Regions from separate parts of the Mus musculus genome. Here region 1 is linked to region 2. The links are chromatin contacts, called in public ChIA-PET maps. All regions are on one chromosome and are shown on one strand. Each heading gives the region's core, a stretch centred on a gene start, on an enhancer-like site or on the middle of the called end of the contact. The rest is flanking DNA. Distances are from core to core; before and after follow the strand shown.

Region 1 (5,781 bases), core at 1,382-3,881, 110 kb before region 2:
ACCTTGGAAACCAGTGTACCCGAGTTCCCCGCAGCCATGCTCCCTGCATCTTCCTGACTATAATGTAACTCTAAAGGCTCTTGTCAAACCAGTTCTCAAAAGCTTTATACTGTCTCAGATCTACTGGGTGCCTCAAATTGTTGGCACCAAACTGTTACAACCCCATTCTAGAAACTGAACTAAGCTGCTACTTAAACATGCTATATTAACCAGGCAAGCTACCTTTTGGAGAATGCTGCCTGCCTCGCAGCTACCTCTGTAAGGTTAACACTCAAACTTGAAGCATTACAGTTCACTCACCACGTCATATCTTAAATCCCAGTGCCCTCATGCACTCCTTGTGGGCTTCAATGAGATGTCCACAGTGTTCTTCTCCTTTCTCAATGATGCTATAAAATAAGATGCACTCGTTACCTAATAAATAGACGACAAGCACATTCATGGAGAATCTGTGACAGGGAGTGAGACAGGGCACGTGCAGATGTAGCTGGAGTGACAAACAAATCCCTACTACACCAACCAGCTCAGCTCCTTTGCTCTCTGGTATTTGCTCTTAAGATGGTTCTGTTCCCACAAAAGTGTTCCATAGAACTAAGGTCTTAACGTTTGTTTTTGTTGTTGTCTGGGGAAGGTTCTAATTAGATGAAATAATTATGTGTAGCAAATGATGCCTTTATTCTATACCCAAGGAATAATAAACATTTCTTTATAATGAAATAAACTGAATATTTACATAAAATGACGAGGAAAGAGTCTAACGTTTGGTCCTCCTATCACACAGAAATTAACTTCCTGTTTCTCCTTTTCCTCTTACATCCAAATACCTAAGCCTACCTTTAATCATTAAACACCCAACAACATAAACATCAAAAGAGATCTGGTAGCCACGAGCAACCAAGATGAATCGTTCTTCAGAAGGTTAAGGGTCTGTGATGATAAAATCCTAAGAGTAGTCACAAGAGCCCAAATGTACTGAAACACCCCTGTAATCATGCTCGGGAAGCTAAGACAGGAGACTCCTCAGGAGGAGGCCAGCTTGGGCTACATGGCAAAACCCTGTCTCAAAAAGAATAAGAGGTTCTCCTATTACCATCCTTACCAGCAGATGAGAAGACTGGGTGTGACAGTGAGTTCCGTATAACAGCTAGCTTCCCCTTACCACCGACACCCACTGCTAAACCTTACAGAAATGCGGGACTCGTTCAACACACGTGTGAAGCAGACTTGTTAAGTACCTTGCATAAGGTCACCAACTTGGAGGGAGAAGATTCAAAGCCTGACTGTATTTCTAAGCTCTGAGTCTTGAGCCACACCAAAGTCTCCTTAAGCAGGTTACCTTGGTATTTCAAGAACCTTGGTATCAGATCGATCTTTAAATTCTCCATTTATAGGTAGTGATAATAATAACTGGTTACACTCTTATTACCTTACAATACCAAGGAATACTTTGTTTTGTGTATTTTTCTATTTTTATTTTGAGACATGGTCTCACTCGGATGTTCAGGCTAGACTTAAAACTGTTTCAGTCTCTCCGGTAATGAAATCACACCATGAGAATCCATATTTGTTTCTCCGAGTATTTTTCTGCTTTGATGGGAGAAGATGGAGATGCATAGCCACACTGAGGACTTCAGTATCTGCCCCAGAACCCAGGCTACATAAAAGGGAGGAGACCAAACAAAACCTTTTGTGACTTGATGATAAAGTCGATGAACATTAATATCACCTCTGTCCTGTAGACAAGTTTTACAATTTGTTTTTATGTGTATAGGTGTTTTGCCTGCACACCATGTGTGTGCAGTGCCCGCAATAGCTAGAAGGGGGTGTCAGATTATTCTGGGGTTGGAATTACACAAGATTGTTAACAGTCGTGTGGGTGCTGGGAATCGAAACTAGGCCCTCTGGAAGGTCAACCAGGGCTTTTATCCACTTAGCCATCTCTCCAGCTCCAGACAGGTTGACTTTTAACTTCTTGGAAAGGGTATCCCTTCAGAAATGTATCCTGTGTTCTACTATTCACACGTTTCGACCAAAAAAAAAAAAAATTACTAAAGATTACCTGAAAAATTTACACCTAGGTCTTAGTAAATCTATCACAGCTGGTGGTATAGTATTGGCTGGTAACAAATCTCCACATATTTTAAATGCCTTTAAATCAAGAAGCATCTTTACGCACTTCTATTTATCTGGGTCTTATCCCTAAGAAGACTAAAATGCAATCGTAGTAAGGAATGAAGGACGAGAACCTTGGGATCAATGTAACCTCTTGCCCTCTCCGTTGACCCCTAACTGAGACTGGGGTGCGGGATCAGGGAGCAGAGAGGACAGCGGAACTATGGGTCCCTGCATCTCCAGAGTCCCAGAGAGCAGAGTGGAGCCGAGCTGCTAAAGCCCGGGCTTCCCTCCCGGGCTACGCACTGACCACGCATCACGCGCCTTCTTGGTTTCCGGGCAGGCACAGCAGGGCTTCAGTGGCTTCTTCTCCTGAGCCTCGGGCGGGGCAGGGCTAGCGGCCGCCAGTCCCGGCATCTTTCCAGGCGAAAGCAACTATGAGCGCACACGCGCAAAGCTCCCAAACTCCGACTACCCTGAGCCGTCTGTCTCCACTTCCGCAGTCAATCGAAGGGGGACAGGAAGTCCCGCCTCTCCGGACGGAAGTAAGTCTAAGAAGCGCGTGCGCAAAAGAAGTGGTACAAGGCCTCGCTCCAAGGGCGTGGCGTCAGCGCTGGCGCAAAGGTTAAAAGGTCACCCAGAATGGTTTTTGTTTTTGTTTTGTTTTTGAGATTGTAATTTAATTACATCATTTTCCCTTTCCCTTTCCTTTCTACAAATCCTTACATATACATACCCATTCCCCACTATCCTTCAAATTCATGGCCTTTTCCTCCCTAATTGTTATTGCATGCTTATATGTATACATGCATACATATATTCCTATATGACCCATTCAGTCCAGTATAATGCTAACTGTATTCGTATTTTCAGGGCTGACCTTTTGGTACTGGACAAGCAGTAGCAGATCCGGGTTCCACCCTGGGATATTTTATGGTCTTTCTTCCTTCCTGCTTTGTAGACATTCTGCAGATACAGATACAAAGGCCCCCTACCTCCTATTTCTCTCCGGCATATATGCTAAATTTTCAGATAATATATCATGACACAGTAGTCATGAAAGAAGATAAGATTTTTTTCTACTTTCAACAACTGTGATGGGCTGTCTCTGTCTCTCTGTCTCTGTTTCTCTCTCTCTCTCTCTCTCTCTCTCTCTCTCTCTCTCTCTGTGTGTGTGTGTGTGTGTGTGTGTGTGTGTGTGTGTGTGTTTTGGATAAGTAAATGACATGGTAACTGATACTGAAAGTGTAACCCCCTCAGTAGAGCTCCATTGCTTCAAATCAACCATTCTAATTGTATTCAAGTTCACTAAGATGTACAGCATTGAGTGGCTTCCTTAAACTAGCTGTAGGTCAGGAAAAAAGTGGTTTGTAGTTATTTATTGTATGTATCTGAGTACACTGTAGCTGTCTTCAGACACACCAGAAGAGGGCATCAGATCTCATCACAGATAGTCATGAGCCACCATGTAATTGCTGGGAATTGAACTCAGAATCTCCAGAAGAGCAGCCAATACTCTTAACCAGTGAGCCATTTCTTCACACACACCCAAAAAAGTGGTTTTAATTTTAATATAAATATTTATAGACAAAGTCTCTAGCCTAAGCTGGCCTTGAATGATCTGTGGATGACCCTGAACTGATTATTAAATGTTGGAATTACAAGTGTGTGCCATCCTTTCCTGGTATATAAGGACTTCCTGCATGTTAGGCAAATAGTCTACAAACTGGGTTACATACCCTCAGCTCCTAAACTGGTTTTATTAATTGTGCAATCAGATATTTGTCATTATACCAATTAACAGAATTAAAAATGCCTTTTCCTGGCATTTCTTAAATTCAACTAGGATCAATATAATCTTCAGCATCACAGCTTCCCTGTATAGAGTTGAGCGTGAGAGGCATTTAATCTTCATAACAAACGGAGGTTCAGAAGGGCATATGATTCATTCAGAGCTACATAGCTCATGAGGTTCCATCTCTCCCCATGGTCCATGCACTATCCTGTGCAATGTATCTAAAGGCAAAGTAACTTTCACTTTCAAACCACTCACCTGTATTTACTGGCGCTACTGCATTTTTGTGTAGAGTAAATGAACAAAGAAGAAAAAGAGTAGAACTGGAAAATGTAAGGATTGTGAGGACTGACTTTGATACAAATTGTAGACCACAAAAAGAAGGAGCAGAGGAGGAGAAGGAGGAGGAGGAGGAGGAGGAGGAGGAGAATTGGAACTTTATTGCAACTGATAAGTTTTCCTCTCATTTTTCCCTTTGTGAAGGAAAGTTCCTGGCTTGAACCACACATCACTCTGAACTTCCTGAAAGGCTGATCAACTGATTACAATTTTAGAGATCTTAGTAAGGCTGGAAGGTTGCTGGATTATAGCCAAGTAGTATTGGAGCAGCTTTAGTCCCCACATAGTGGTCTTTTACTGCCCCCTTCTGTATGTGATCTAACATCTTTGTGAGCATTAGGTAAACCCTTTGGAATCTATGAGCAGACCCCCTCCCCCCAACCCCCAGTTCCCACCAACCAAAAGGCTGAGAAGATCATCAGACACCATCTGAGGCTATGGCTGAGATTTTCTTACCTTCCTGTGACCTGTCCACCTAATGTTTTTACCGCTGTGTATGGGAAGTGTCTTGATTTATGATTTTGCTTCTTTACTATAAAACTACATGGGAGTGTCATATCACCATACTGGAATGTGGAATTTAGGGTAGTGTGAAACTGTTCCCAGACCCATAATCATCCATATTTGTTCCCAGAATAAACTGTCTCTTATCCCGTGTGTGTGTGTGTGTGTGTGTGTGAGAGAGAGAGAGAGAGAGAGAGAGAGAGAGAGAGAGGGAGAGGGAGAGGGAGAGAGAGAGAGAGAGAGAGAGAGAGAGAGAGAGAGAGAGAGAGAGAGAGACTGGTACTGATTAACAACAGTCCTCTCAGGGAAAGAAATCTCCTTCTTCTTGCTTCCTTTAACTAGATGCTTCTGAGACTGTAATAAACCCTATAGACTGTCTCTTGAGTGCTATGACCTACAATAGCTGCTTCTTTGAGGTAAAATGGCCTGCCCATGGAAAAAAAAAATACAGAGCAATCTGGGAAGGATGAAACGAACACATTCCAGCACTCGGGAGGCCAGAGCAGGAAGAATCAGAGTTCAAGGCCAGCCTGGGTCTCATAGCAAGGTCCTGTCTATAAAACAAACAAAAGGTCTCCTTTCCAGTGGGAGACATTTACTAATTTGTACTCACCAGCTTAACTCTTGTTTTAAGATGGTCTAATTAACTTATCCATTCGGGTTACTTTTTCCTTTTACCCTTGATGAATGAGTAAGCATTAAATTTCACTTTTCTTTCTCTGCCCACGTGCTTGTAGACTGAGATGGTTTATTTTATATTAAGTGGACATTAAGAATACAAAACATGGGCTGTTGAGATGACTCAGCAGGTAAGAGCACTGACTGCTCTTCCGAAGGTCATGAGTTCAAATCCCAGCAACCACATGGTGTCTCACAACCACCCATAATGAGATCTGACGCCCTCTTCTGGTGTGTCTGAGGACAGCTACAGTGTACTTATGTATAGTAATAAATAAATCTTTTTAAAAAAGAAAAAAGAATACAAAACATAACGCAGTTATTGTTTCCCATTTAATCCCAAGACAAACATT
Region 2 (5,847 bases), core at 2,193-4,692:
TTTTGCTCATTAATAACAGTTCCTGGGTCCACATATTTACATACAAAACAATAAAACTTAAATTTAAAAACATTGAAAGAAAATATAATATACAAGCTTGAATTTGGTGAGGAGCTTTTAATTATTATTTACAAAAAGATATTCAGAGACCTGGATCTCACTTGGATAAGAGTTCTGGGATCCTGCCATGATCCTTGAGAAAGAAAAATCGTGCACCTAAGCCCTCATATATGCATGCATGCCCACATACATACACACACACATACACACACACACACACGCGCGCGCGCACACACACAGGCACACACTCACACACACACGGACGCACACATGTGCGCACACACGCACACGCGCACACACACACACACACACACACACACACACACACGCGCGCGCGCGCGCACACACACACACACAGAGAAAAGCACCTGACTTTCCTCCACTCTTCTCTTACCCCGTATCTGGGGGTGGGGAGTATTCACTAACAAGCACTGACTTTTATGGACTCTAGCACGCACACCAAGTCTGGAGTACTGTCTGTGTCGGGCTGGGCAGTTTAATCTGAAAGCAGGTTCCCTTCTCAGGCCACAGACCTGCTTGCTCAGATTCTTTACAAATTCTTTCTGAAAATGGTCTTCCAAGTCACCCCCTTCAAGGAACTATGCGGTCAAATAACTTAATTTCAGAAGTCTTTCGCACGGCAATTATCTGAGAAGCGCTTTACCAAAAGCGCCTTTGTTTGCTTTGGGCTTGCTTCCTTTCTTGTCAAGTCTGATCTAAACGGAGGTCTGAGAAACCCCTTCGGTGGCCTGAAGAGATCAGCCAGCCGCACAGCCTCACTGATGTCTTTCTAGCATCAACTCATTTCGGCAGACAATACAACTCTCTTGGAGAGTTACACACACGGTCGGAGAAGCAAGGCAGGGTGCTAGGGCCTGTATAAGGGCCGCCAAGAGACTCCTCTTCCTAACCACCTGGAGGGCAAGACCTCAACGTGACTTAAGGTCAGGTAATGAGGGTAAAGGAGTCTGTGTCTCATACATAACCAAGGGCCCTACAGCCCTAGTCATCAGCTCACCTTAGCAGATGTGTGGGGAGGGAGTGGGAAGGAAGGAAGGAGCGGTGGCCATTACTCAAGTGATCTTTAAATGTAAAAGATAACTGATTGTGCCTTAAAGATTCATAGGTCAAGTAATGGCCCATAAGCACCAAGGTTCATTTTAGAGTATATAAGGCCCACAAAGACACCAACCTTAAAAGTATCAACAAACTAGTTATGAGTTCTGTTCCTCACACAAACGTAATCCTTCAATCCACCTTGCTTTCCAAGGAATATTGCTTTTTCTTCAAAAAACAAGAGACTGATTCTTACACCATTCATTGATAAACAAAGAAAACAAAAATAAAACTCTTAATGGTGATGGTGGGGGAACATTCTTTTCATGATTCAGTCAGTCAATTTTGATACTGTAGACAAAAAGAAAAGGCAGTATTGAATATATGTATATATAAAACATATATACACATTAATATAATCAGTTTTCCTATAAAGTCAGCAGATACAAGTGACTTTATTATTTTGATGTGTGGTTTTTAATATTACTACCACTTAAAATCATAGTGGCCGATCTGACATGCATCAATAAATAAATTTAAAAAGCATGATGTTAAAAAAGCAGAAATTAAATACAGAGTCTAGATTTGGATTTAAAATTAGAGCTATGCATAAGAATGTGGCAATTCTTGCAAGCTTGGTTTTCAATTAAAGTAAGGAAAACAAAGCAGTAGGCTGGCTAACAGTTCACATTACTTAGCTATGATGTCTTCTCTCAAGTGTTTTTCTAAGGGAAACGACTTTATTAAAATCTGGACAAGCTCACTCACAGTGGTGAGATCTGCCCCTGGCCTGCCACCTTCCTGTTCTTCGCTTTCCGATGCACCCAGAGCTGCCCCCTTAACACCATCTCCAGCCTCATCCTAGGGTACCAGCTCAAAACAATACCGGGAGAAGCAGGCGGCCTTTGGTCAGGTGAACCAAGATCTACCTCAGGGCCCAACAGACTCTGTCGCGCTCTCTCCTTTGGCAGCAGCCTTCCTAAGCTGGCATCTGCAACACCTGCACTGGTCAAGAGCAAAACAAACCTTAAGTAATCCATCTCTGATCTTCCCTTAGAGCTTCAGATTTTAGTGACCTCCCTGGGCTACCAATAATACACCTTGGTTTTTCTTTGTCTTTTTTTTTTTTGTCTGTCATACCTGACATCACACGCCAAAGGCAAGTCTTCAAATCCTAAGGATAAGTACACATTGTACAAGTGACAGTAAGTCCCTGGTGAGTTACACCTGCTAAGCTCCCAACCAATTTCAAGCTGTGCACTGTATCAAAGTCTTACGCCAGGCTTTAAAAGAAAACAAATCCAGAAAATAAACCAGCACAGAACAGGTTTTCTTCTGTTGCGGTGGGGGCGTGAGGCAGGAGTCTGGTTTTTAAGGTATACAATAGCGGACTTCTGACTTTAAAAAGAAAAGAAAAGATTGTCGTGGGAGAGATTGTGTTTAATGCTCTGCTCCTCCCCGCCCAACCCTCCCCACCTCTTGGATCTCCTGAAAAGTGAGAATACAATGAAACTGGTTTGTATTTATATAGATATTTTACAAGGTTAAATAAGAACAACAATAAAAAAAATTGAACACTAAAATGAACAGGGTTTTTTTGTTTTTGTTTTTGTTTTCCTCTTTTTAATTTTCTTTCCAAACGTGACCAGTGTTGCTGAGTGGCACTCAAGTAAGTGCTGGTCTTTCCCGCGCAGCTGGCTCCTGGGGGCTGTTCAGGTGGAGTTGGAAGCTGATGCAGAAGCGGCGTTATTGGTCTGTCCACGGTCTCCAGCATTAGTATCTGCAAATCCAAAGGCCCAAGAAAGCGTGAGCAACGTTATAACACTGCAAAGAGCACAAGTACACCACTCACCGCACAGTGCTGAGGCCTACCAGAGCTGTCATTGCCTATGTGGGTTCAAACACACAGCACCAGGACTTCCTTTCTGCTAGGAGCTCAGTGATGGCACAAGTGTGCGTGCACATGCGTGTGTGGTGTATGTGCGTGTGGCAGTACACTTAATGCATCACAGACTCAGGAATTTGAGGTCACTTCTGTCAAGGCTTTGCTATAGCTAGTACTGACCGGCAGTACTCAGGTTGGAGTCTAGCTTACTGAAAATAAATGACACTAGCTAAAGATCCTGAGCCGTGTTCCAACAGGCCATCTGCTAAGGGCCTGGACAAGTGAAGACACAGCAGATGCCAAGAACACATAGGAACCTTACCACTTAAGGGTAAGCTGTTCAGTTTATCAACTTCACGACCACTTTCTAAAAACTGCACTTCCTCTCTGAACTCTGCATTTTCCTGTTCCTCAAATAATCTGCCCTTCCATTCCTTTAGCCCACTAGGGGGCAGTCAACAGGGGAATGCTTTTAGTTCTACTTCCTTATAGATACCACAGAGTCACGCTGCCAGAGCACGGAAACATCTAGCTCACAGGTGCATGGCACATGAACCAGAGCCTCCTTCCGAAGGCAGCAGGCGGCTTTCTCAGCACTGAAGAGTCAGGTCTAAGGCTTCAACCATGACTTCCTTAGACATGCCCTACTAGAAGGGAGTTTTCTGTTCACAGCCACCTAAATTTGGTGTACTACTAACTCAACATGAATTCCTGTCTAGAAGACAGATCACATCAGGGCTTTCTTCATCATTTTTAGAATTCAGGCACAGGCTGCATTAATTAAAAACATTTCAGAAGCAGGCTGGAAAACCAGAGTTACTTCAGAATTGCAATGTTCCTAATAGCATTTCCTGGTTCTACACAATTGTCAACAAATGCACGGTCATCACCAAATGACACCCACTTTCAGCAGAAGATGCCAGGAGGAACTTTTGTTCTATCTTACAACCCAGGACTTAATGGATACCTATCACATCCACATATCAACTAGTATGGTAGGCAGCTCTGGCCATGGTGGCTACCAGGGTTGCCAGCAGATGCCTGCCAAGGTGAATACAGTAAATACTCCCCCTACCAGCAACCTGCACATTTCGGGTAATTACTCTTTTGGTAAAGTCCTTTGTAACAACTAATCGTCAGATGCCCTTTACCAGCTATAGCCCATTCATACCAACCATCCTCCCCTTCCTCTGAGTAAATTCAAAGTCTGTCTGCATGATCAGCATGAAAAGCACAAACATTTTATGTGATCATGTAACTGGAAATGAGCTTCCTATCTGAATAATAAAATCTGCTGGGTGTTCATGTTCCTCAGATTTAAAATCTAACGATCTCATCATTGTTCTCAGCATTGTATCCAAACCATGTGATAAGGAGTCTTTAACAGGTAATCATGATTACCAAAGTCTTTTTGCCAGGTGTGGTGACCATCTCTGTCTACACAGTGAGAGAGACAATGATTCCACATACAAGCAAATCCTTTATATGCAAAATTACGCTTTTAATTTGTATTTTAAAAAAGCATCAAACAAACAAACAAAAGAAAAGCTGGCTAGAGGCTCAATGTGGTGTAGGGGCTGCTGTACAGAACAGCTCATCTTTACTATATGAAGACAGAACAGAATATACAGAAGAGACAGTTGGAGCAGTCAAACACTCTGTATGGGATGGGTAGAGAATAAAGCATTCTGAAAACAAGTGCAGAGCTGACCCTGTACTAGGTCAACCACCTCTAGAAACAATGTTCACTCTCACTCTCGCCCTTCTCAAGGTCCTACAGAAACCATGCCTCCATCCCAGAACAGACTTGAGAGGGAATGGACAATGTCACAAACCACTTGCTCTGGGAAGAGGAAGGACGGCCTAAGGTCATCCTGATGCACTGCAGCATCTCCCAAGATGACATCGGTGACTCTGCACCCATGCCCACTGCAAAGATTACGGTGTGTGATTTCTAAGGAAGGACCTAACAGATGGCTTCTGCCTTATTCTCTCTACTGACCACTTGGTGTAGGAGAAGACAACTGACATGATGGAAAGCCCTCAGCTACCTAAGGTGTCCCCAGAAGGAGTGGTTGGACCTGTCCGTGCATGTTAATTCCATGGATGACCCATCCTAACACTAAAGAACAAACTACCTTAGCTAAGCTTTTCAGGACACAAACCTGAAAGTCATCATCTTGGTTTCTGTTTCTCCTCCACTCCTCATTTGTACAGCAATTCTCATGCATTCTGGGGCGCAGTGTGATTACCAAGTGTGCAAACTGGGAAACAGTGGAGGGTCACACTTTAACCTGTGCCCCAGGGCCTGAGAAAGGCACATCCATGTGGAATCGGCTGGGAGGAGAGGACAGAGAACAAACACAGGAGCTGAGGTCCTGATGGTTCTGCACCATGAAATCAGTCTTTCCAAAGTGTGTGTTTGGAAGAGAAAACGGCTCTAATGCAAAGAAATGCGTACAGTATGGTCCAGCTCTGATGCCGGGAACGTTCTATTTATACTGACCAACGAAGCCAAAGTGACTACTTAGGCTACATGTGGCTACTTAGGCTGTAATTAAGAAAGAACAACATTTAGTGCCTTATTTGTTCAAAACACTTTCCAAGTTTTCCAAAAACCACAGTTATTAAAATTGTAATATTTCTACAAGTGACATATTAGTAAGGGAATATTTTAGATAATCAAATTAACCTGTATAAATGTATGTACATTTGAGAACTCAAATGCATTTCATTTCCCTTATTTCTGTCATTATGCTCTGCCAACTCCAGTCTAAAGCCAGTATTTAGGTTAATGGTTAGAAATCTCATGACATGTCAGGTCCCATAAAACAAAGTTCTGGCAT

The links. ChIA-PET counts read pairs in DNA pulled down with a chosen protein or histone mark.
Region 1: a contact with region 2 is called in an RNA polymerase II ChIA-PET map of memory CD8 T cells, with 9 read pairs. The contact joins the promoter of Cox17 here to the enhancer-like site in region 2. A contact is called at or near these places in 2 of 39 promoter capture datasets (the C10 cell line and liver), 1 of 484 Hi-C or Micro-C datasets (nephron progenitors) and 2 of 115 datasets of contacts at active chromatin or transcription factors (embryonic stem cells and memory CD8 T cells).

What each region holds. Positions count from the first base shown.
Region 1 is chr16:38,343,849-38,349,629 of GRCm38.p6, reverse strand. It overlaps Cox17 (cytochrome c oxidase assembly protein 17, copper chaperone), which reads right to left and starts at 2,631. Exons shown (of 3, transcript NM_001017429.2): 1 at 2,423-2,631; 2 at 301-389. The coding sequence starts at 2,529. The coding sequence ends at 305.
Region 2 is chr16:38,237,551-38,243,397 of GRCm38.p6, reverse strand. It overlaps Gsk3b (glycogen synthase kinase 3 beta), which reads right to left. Exons shown (of 11, transcript NM_019827.7): 11 at 1-2,896. The coding sequence ends at 2,829. Among named protein-coding and RNA genes, the nearest start is that of Nr1i2, 54 kb to the left of the region's middle. Within about 2 kb of position 3,442, at least 77 of the 459 cell types and tissues checked have an H3K27ac peak or open chromatin away from gene starts, as enhancers often do. A contact at or near this core is called in memory CD8 T cells, where this site is marked.